Regions from separate parts of the Gossypium hirsutum genome. Here region 2 is linked to region 1. Evidence: chromatin contacts called from public Hi-C data. All regions are on one chromosome and are shown on one strand. The core of a region is the stretch at or near the end of the contact, and the rest is flanking DNA. Distances in the headings are between cores, read along the strand shown.

What was found. Hi-C and Micro-C count contacts between places; a contact is called where the count stands out from the background.
Region 2: a Hi-C map of leaf shows a contact between it and region 1, with 2.4 times the contacts expected there. The contact joins the promoter of LOC107901607 here to the promoter of LOC107901600 in region 1. A contact is called at or near these places in 2 of 34 Hi-C or Micro-C datasets (both in leaf).

Annotation. Positions count from the first base shown.
Region 1 is chrD06:22,943,177-22,947,183 of Gossypium_hirsutum_v2.1, forward strand. LOC107901600 (UPF0057 membrane protein At2g24040) reads left to right here and starts at 2,271. Exons shown (of 2, transcript XM_016827665.2): 1 at 2,271-2,554; 2 at 2,640-2,965. The coding sequence starts at 2,465. The coding sequence ends at 2,780.
Region 2 is chrD06:23,173,360-23,176,925 of Gossypium_hirsutum_v2.1, forward strand. LOC107901607 (protein BUNDLE SHEATH DEFECTIVE 2, chloroplastic) reads left to right here and starts at 1,437. Exons shown (of 5, transcript XM_041095384.1): 1 at 1,437-1,698; 2 at 1,780-1,886; 3 at 1,997-2,060; 4 at 2,517-2,612; 5 at 2,693-2,991. The coding sequence starts at 1,641. The coding sequence ends at 2,748. It overlaps LOC107901605 (DEAD-box ATP-dependent RNA helicase 15), which reads left to right. Exons shown (of 12, transcript XM_016827672.2): 11 at 1-34; 12 at 249-589. The coding sequence ends at 259. It overlaps LOC107901608 (probable carboxylesterase 17), which reads right to left. Exons shown (of 2, transcript XM_041095382.1): 2 at 2,397-3,394. The coding sequence ends at 3,036.

The sequences.
Region 1 (4,007 bases), core at 1,021-3,520:
CTCCCTTGGTGATGTTCTCACTCGATTCCGACCTCCAATGTGTCCCTACAACACAATCACATATTAGGGCCTCCAATGGCACAATTGGCCAATTTGGGTATCAAAATAAGTAAAAAGAGACATTTACACTTAGTAAATCAAAATTCTAAAAACTACCAAAACTACAGAAAAAGACACTAATTTGCTGGAAAATAGGCTCTGTAAATATAATAGGAAAGCCTAAATTGCCATATCAAATTATGGTAGATCACACATCATCTTTTCCCATGTGAATTTTAATTTTCTTTCTAAGGGGAGCTTTTGAATCATTTAAAATATTTTTCTTTCTATTAGGAACACGAGCAACATGTGAAGGATGTTCATAACTGATCTTACTCATTATCAAAAATGAATACCTAAGGAATCAACACCAAAGAATCAAATAAATACTTACATTAATTTATTTAGTTTTAATTACGAAGTATGTCATAGAATTAATTAAAAAAAAACTATGCACCCAAAAATTTTTTTTGACTTTTTTTTCTCTTATATCTCCCTTTATATATATATATATGGGTGAGTATTTGGTACATTAGTAGTGTACTTTTTTTATTCCACAACTAGTCTTTAAAACTGACATGTGTATCTAGGGGGGCGGCAAGGGACCCGACCCCCCTAAAATTGAAAATTATTTTGGCCTTAAAATTTTAAATTAGTAAAGATAAAATTGTTTGTCCCCTAAAAATAATAAAATTTTGATTTAGTTTTTTAAAAATTACATTTTTACTATAATAAAAAAATTTTTAGTTTCACCCATATGTGTATCTTTTTTAAAATATTTATTTTAATATTAAAATAGTAATATTTAAAAAATTATTTGAAAACGCATGTGTTATTTAAACATTATATAGTATTAATTTTAATTATGACCTATTATATGTTTAAGAAAATTATATTTCTGATAAAATTTAATGTTATATTAAAATGCATTTAAATTTGTCAAAATGTTATAAAATAATTCTCAGGTAACCTGTAAAATTTATGCTTGATTAATTTTTACTATAGATTTTGATAAGTAATGATATTAATTCTTTGGTATGGAAGAATGTGTTGATTGGTGGAGTGAAGCTTTAGTTGTTGTATTAACTGAAATATATGAAAGTTTTAAAACCAAATTAATTGAATACAAATTCATCCAACTCAAAACCAAACAAATTAGGGTGGGTTTGGATGGGAGATTGGGTGTGGTGCGGTACGTTTAGCTTACTTTTTGTCTCACGCTACAATATCGCTACAGTATCTAATCTCACAGCTACCGCTATTTTTATACTAACCGCAGATAAACACACCGCCCATCCAAACCCACCCTTAGTAAAATTGTTTACAAATATGAATATTACTTATCCTCAAAAAGCAAACGCTAGTTGATTGAGTTTTGGATTTTTTGAATTTTTTAAAAAATTTAATTTAATTCTTTATTTTTTATATTAATTTTGGGTTTTGAGTTATTGGTGTTTATTTTTATAAAATAGCTCTGTTTTATAACTTTTGTATATTATTTAGTAAACTTTTAAAGTATTTTTTTCTTAAAAAAATTTATAAAATTAATTTTGTAAGTAAATAAAAAAATCAATAACTCTTATATAATATTTTTTAGAAAATAATTTTTATAGTAATTTTAATTTATTTTCACTATTTAAAATATTAAATATTTAATTTTACATTTTATAAACCGTTAGGTGGAGTTAATTTATACTTGAATTGGTTTTTTCACTACCAGACACTATCGATCCAAATAGGGGTGTTCAAATTTCGGTTAAAACTAAATTAATCAATCTAACCAATCTAATTCGGTTAATAGGTCGGTTAATGATTTTTTGGAAGTTCGATTGTCGGTTAACTTGGTTCGAAATCGAGCAATTAACCTAATTAACTGAGTTTAATAATTAATAATACAAATTATATGTAATTTTAATTTGGTTAATTCAGATAATTCGGTCAAATGAATATTATCAATTTATTCATTTTATACTTGTTTTAACCAAAAATAAAAATATATAAATTTCGATTAACTTAGCTAACCAACCAAATAACTGAAATATTTGGTTCGGTTAAATTTTTTTAAAAAAATTTCAATTCAATTAACTATTAAAATATTAAAAATTCGATTAATATTAATTCATTCTGGTTATTCGTTCAAACACATGGATGAAATCAATTTTTGTTTTCTCTCTCTCACCACGTGATCACACTTCAAGATAAATCAGGGCCCTTCAACCAATAGTCAAACCAAATGAACAGTTCTGATTCAATAAGTGGTTTCAAATATCTCCTATTGGAGCATCCTTCCATTTATTTATTTATCTTCTTCCCCATTAAGAAAATTCCGATCTCAATAATCTTTTGGGTGATAAAAAAGTTCTTTTTTTTCTTTTCTCTTTTCGTTAGTTGAACCACTTGAATCTTTTCACAAATATCACCAAATATGCCTTCAAAGTGCGAAATTTGTTGTGAGCTCCTCATCGCCATTTTGCTCCCTCCTTTGGGTGTTTGCCTAAGGCACGGTTGTTGCAGCGTAAGTGAATTTTTGTTCTTGTTTACCTTAAGGTTTCGATTTTTTGTTTGAACTGAAAATTCTGGGTTTTCATTGTTTTTTGCAGGTTGAGTTCTGCATCTGTCTGCTGTTAACGATTCTGGGTTACATCCCTGGGATAATCTATGCCCTTTACGCCATTGTTTTTGTGGATCGAGACGAGTACTTTGACGAGTACAGGCGACCACTTTATTATTCAAGTGCCTAATCTAGTCAAGTCTTCCTTAATTATGTGATATGAATATGATGATGATGCAGCAACTCCTCCTCCTGGGTTTTAATTTTAATTTGATGTTGAGGTGTTGCTACTCTTGAACTGGTCTTGATGTACTTTGTGATATTATAAATTGTAATGGATCTTTGGTCTTATTGAGTGCTTCATTAATTGCTTCATTTTAACTTGGTCAACATTTAATTTTGGATGCTTTAATTTATGGGTTAATACTATTTTGCTTCAATGTTGAGATTGATAAGGTTTTTTTTTCCAATTTTGTACTTAAGGTTGGGTTTAATATTCATTTTGGTACTTCCGTTTTTTTAAGCGTGATACTTGAGTGTGTTTTTTTCTTGTCTCGGTCAATTATCCCAGTTTGATTTCTATTTTCAATTTGGTACGTTGAGCTTTTTTTTTTATCCTAATTAAGTACTTTTTTTTAGTATACATATCAAATATTCCTTGAGTCACATGATACCATTTAACATACCAAATTGAACATTGACCTTAAACTCAGGAGCCAAAGGGTATATTAACCCTTATTCTAATGTGAAATTCAATTTTCCTCGGCCTTGTGTGAATGTCTGCAGGCCATAGTATTAAGATGTGGATTTCATTTTGATAAGTAACTTCTGTAGGTGGAACAGTTTAGAATGTTAAATACAATGCATGGAAACATCTTTAGTTGAAGGGACAGTGAAGTAGGATGAGGCTTCGTGCTTTCAAGTTAGAGATTTAACTCTAAACAAAGCAAGGAATTAACCAAATAATGTTTAGTGGAAGGGATAATGAAGCAGCTGCTGCTTTAGGGTGTATTTTACATTGCCTTTGGATGTCAAAAAAAAAAAAAACTGATTTGCTAAGTGCTTTTTTTTAGAAAAGTATCATAAAGGAGGTCTCTAAGCATGCAACCAATGACCAGTGTTCTTATGGATAACATTTGCTAGGTTCATGTATGTTAGTTGACCCCATCCAAATTTTGCATCATGTATATCTGGTTGATGATTATTTCAGGTTATGGAGCTGAAAATTTTGTTGTCCTCTCCTAGCAGAAGTTGTATCTGACAGTTTGTCCAGGTAGTCTTAGAGCTGATCTTTGATATTCATTGCACTGATTGGATATGTCCAGAGAAGGCAATTGATGTACATTGCTGATGAGAGGGAAGGCCGTAGTCTAGATTATCCATAATTGGGATATGTAACTTTGTTGTTTTATCATCT
Region 2 (3,566 bases), core at 187-2,686, 230 kb after region 1:
GAGCTTCCTGAGCAGATTGATACATCTACATACAGTATGATTCTTTTTATGCCCTACCATATCTACATACTAATAACCTGCTTCCATGCATAAGTAGGATATTTGGTTTTGGTTTGTCCCTTTTTGTCTTAAATTATTTTTGTTTGATATATTGGCAATAATATGTGCTTTCTAATTTGATTTTCTCACTATACTAGGTTGGTGTCCAAATTTTCTTCTGTATTGACAATTTGTTTTCTTTTTGGTAGTGCCATCATAATGAAGTTGCTTACAGTCGGCAATACTGGAGTCAGGCCTAAATTTGCGGGGTTTCCGGAGGCCATGTGGCTTCTGACTGCTGTTTAAAAGAGTGTTGTAGCCTATTAGGATTTGATGTCAATCAATCTCTAAGGGTAAATTACCTTTTTGAGGACATCTTTTTGCCGCTATTCCAGAGAATTGCATGTCATAAGATATAATTTGGAGCTTAACTTATTTTAAATCTGTTTCCTTATATGTAGTGGTAGTAATTGTGGAGTAGGTTCCATTCTTTTCCATTTTGTTGATCTTTCATTAAATAAAATTTTCATTTGGTAGAGTTGGAGTTTAATCAATTCACTGGTTTGGGATTTATATGGTGATGTTTTTATTGGAATGTATTATGGTATCCATGGGCGTATCATATTTATATTGCTATTTTTTTTTTTGTTTTGAGGCACTGCAAGCTTTATAATCAAAGAAAGGAGATTGAAATGGCCCTATAAATATTATCTTAAAGCTCTAAGCTATTCTTATCGTAGCAACGGTATGAATGGTTGATCGAAGAACAACACTCAACCTTATGGCACTGCTATAGCATGAAAAAAAATGATGATCAGATCAGAAACATCACGGTAGCAAGCCAAATCGTTTGGTGTCAGACATCAGGTTGAAGTCAAAGAACTAGTATGTCGATTCCATCGAGAATGGTCGTGCTGCTTCTGGTGAAAAGATTGGAGAGGCGTAAAAAGGCCCAAACAGCAGGGTCTGGGTGGCGATGAGGCAGTCGGGTGGGGAAGAAGCAGGGAAAAATATTGGGGATGGGAAGGTGGTGGTGTCAGAAAGGAGATGAAGGTAAGCGGAAGGAGACGGAAGAGTGGCAGAACACATCGATTTGGTGTCTATATTTATCGTTTTGGGTTTATTAGTATTACTCAAAAAATATTTTTATATATTTAAATTACTTGTGTATGATTAAATATGGTTATATGCATTGACTAAAAAACAATATTTATATATAAACATAGATTTTAAAATTATTAATTAGTTTAATGAATAAATTTTACTTTTAATGTAATTTTAAAAAGTGAAAATGGTTGAAACAAACAAAATACTAAATAATGATACCAAGAACTACGAATTGATGCGTTCCGATACAAGCTGATACTGGTTGTATTGGTTTGTAACAATCGAAGACCGGTAATTAAAGGATATATGGGTGGATTGTAATTTGAGGAAGTAAGGAATGCCACTGTAATCTGGCAACCCATCTAACAACATGTTGGGCTAAATATCTAATCCATTTTGTTTGTCCTTCGATTGCCAACCAACCAACCATAGCAGCAAGCAAAAACCAATGCTTCTTCTCACATTGCAACTCCAATAATCAGTCTGTAAACCCAATGGCCTCTGCTTCATACTCGCCACATTTACTACCCTTTCCATCCACACAAAAACCAAGTACTTCCTCTCTCTCTCATTTTCTTGTAACTGATATTTACTTTTATTTTTCTTTTTAAAACATATCGTGGAACGTGATAGCAGGGACAATATTCAGTTGTACTGCTTGCAATTCCAAAGTTTTTCCTTATCATGGTGCCTTTCGAGACTGCTCCGCTGCTAAACTTCAATCTGTGATAAAAGCCAAGGTTAGAGCTTATTTATAACCCCTTCCCCTTCACATAGATGCTTCTTCTGTTTCCATGTTCTTGTATTGCTTTTTTTTCTTTTCTTATTTGTGTGTGTTTTTTGGTAATAGGCTGCCCCAAGTAACCGAAACACCAAACCCAATAGTGTCATCTGTGGTGATTGCGATGGAAATGGTAAGCTCATTATAAATCTGCTCCTTCTACTTCACGGGAAATTCAGTTGTTGCTGTCCTTGTTGGTAAACACATGATTTTCAACTCTCCTCTTATATATACATAACATGAATTGATCAGATGATTTTTTTTTCTAATTTGTTGCATATAAATTATTGTTATTTTTTTTACATAAATTGTTGCACCAGTGATTTAATGGTAAGGTCTAAGAGTATTATTTAATGAGAACTCCAAACTTATAGATCTAAACCCAAAATATTTGGGCTCAAAACGATCCAAATAAGCAACTGGGAATTGACCTGAAGCAACTAGAACCCGAAATGATTCAAACATATAATGACCGACACGAAAAACCATAGCTTTAAATTTGAATGAACTCTAAAAGACTAAAATACCAAAGTATCTGGTTAAGACCAAAGTTAGGTCGTGTTATATTTCCTTGTATTTAATTTGGCAGGTGCAGTTGTTTGCTCTCAATGCAAAGGCAGTGGAGTCAACCCTGTTGATTTCTTTAATGGACAATTCAAAGCCGGTGATTCCTGTGGGTTTGCGGGTAGATGAAACCAAAACCTCGATGTTCATGTACTTATACCATGAATCACTTGGTAATATATGATCGTTTTGCAGGGGCAGAAAGGAGATGTTATGTGGAAATTGCAATGGTGCTGGCTTCATTGGGGGGTTTATGAGCACTGATGATGAGTAGGGTTCCCCCGCATTCAAAAAGTTAGCGTAGCAGCCATAGATTCTTCCAGAGCTTTTGCATAAGATGTATGTATATATGTATGTATGTTCTTAGGATTTGCGGAATTTGATGCTTGACCAGCCCATCTCATACCCCATTCGTTAAACTTTAATGCAAGACAAGGCTATCACCATCTATGTATATTTTACCATCCTATATACATAATGGAATACTTGTACGCATTTAATTTGATGCTTGAACCCGCAATGCTACCGAGCCTAGCCAATGAAGTTAATTGTTCTTAATGAACTCACTCATCTGTCGCTGGAGTGAACAAGTCGCCTCTGATTTCGGATGAAACACATGGAAGACATGGGACTTGTTTTCGGTTTCGACGAGTTTCACCCTTTTCACTTCTTTCCTCTGCAAAAACTTAGCATACATCACTCCTCTTTCCTTCAAGAAATCCAAGCCAGCCACGTAAACCGTCACTGCAGGAAATTCTCTCCATTCGGCTTCGGAAACCTCTTGCTTCTCAAAGTTACATCCGAAGTAATCACGGTTTGAACCATCGGGTACGCTTAGTTTCCAAAACATGTCATTCATTGCTACATAGCCAGTTGCACCATCTGCCCTCTCTTTCTCAGTCCTTTCTGTTGTTCCAATAGGGTCGGAAGCGTGTAAATTATTGTACTAAAAAATCACACAAAGTTCAATTCCCAGGGAAGAGAGGTGGATCACATGGATCTCTTAAATACCAAGTCTTTCCTTAGACAGAATATCCCTTCTATAGTAATTTAATAGCACAATTAAATACTACTA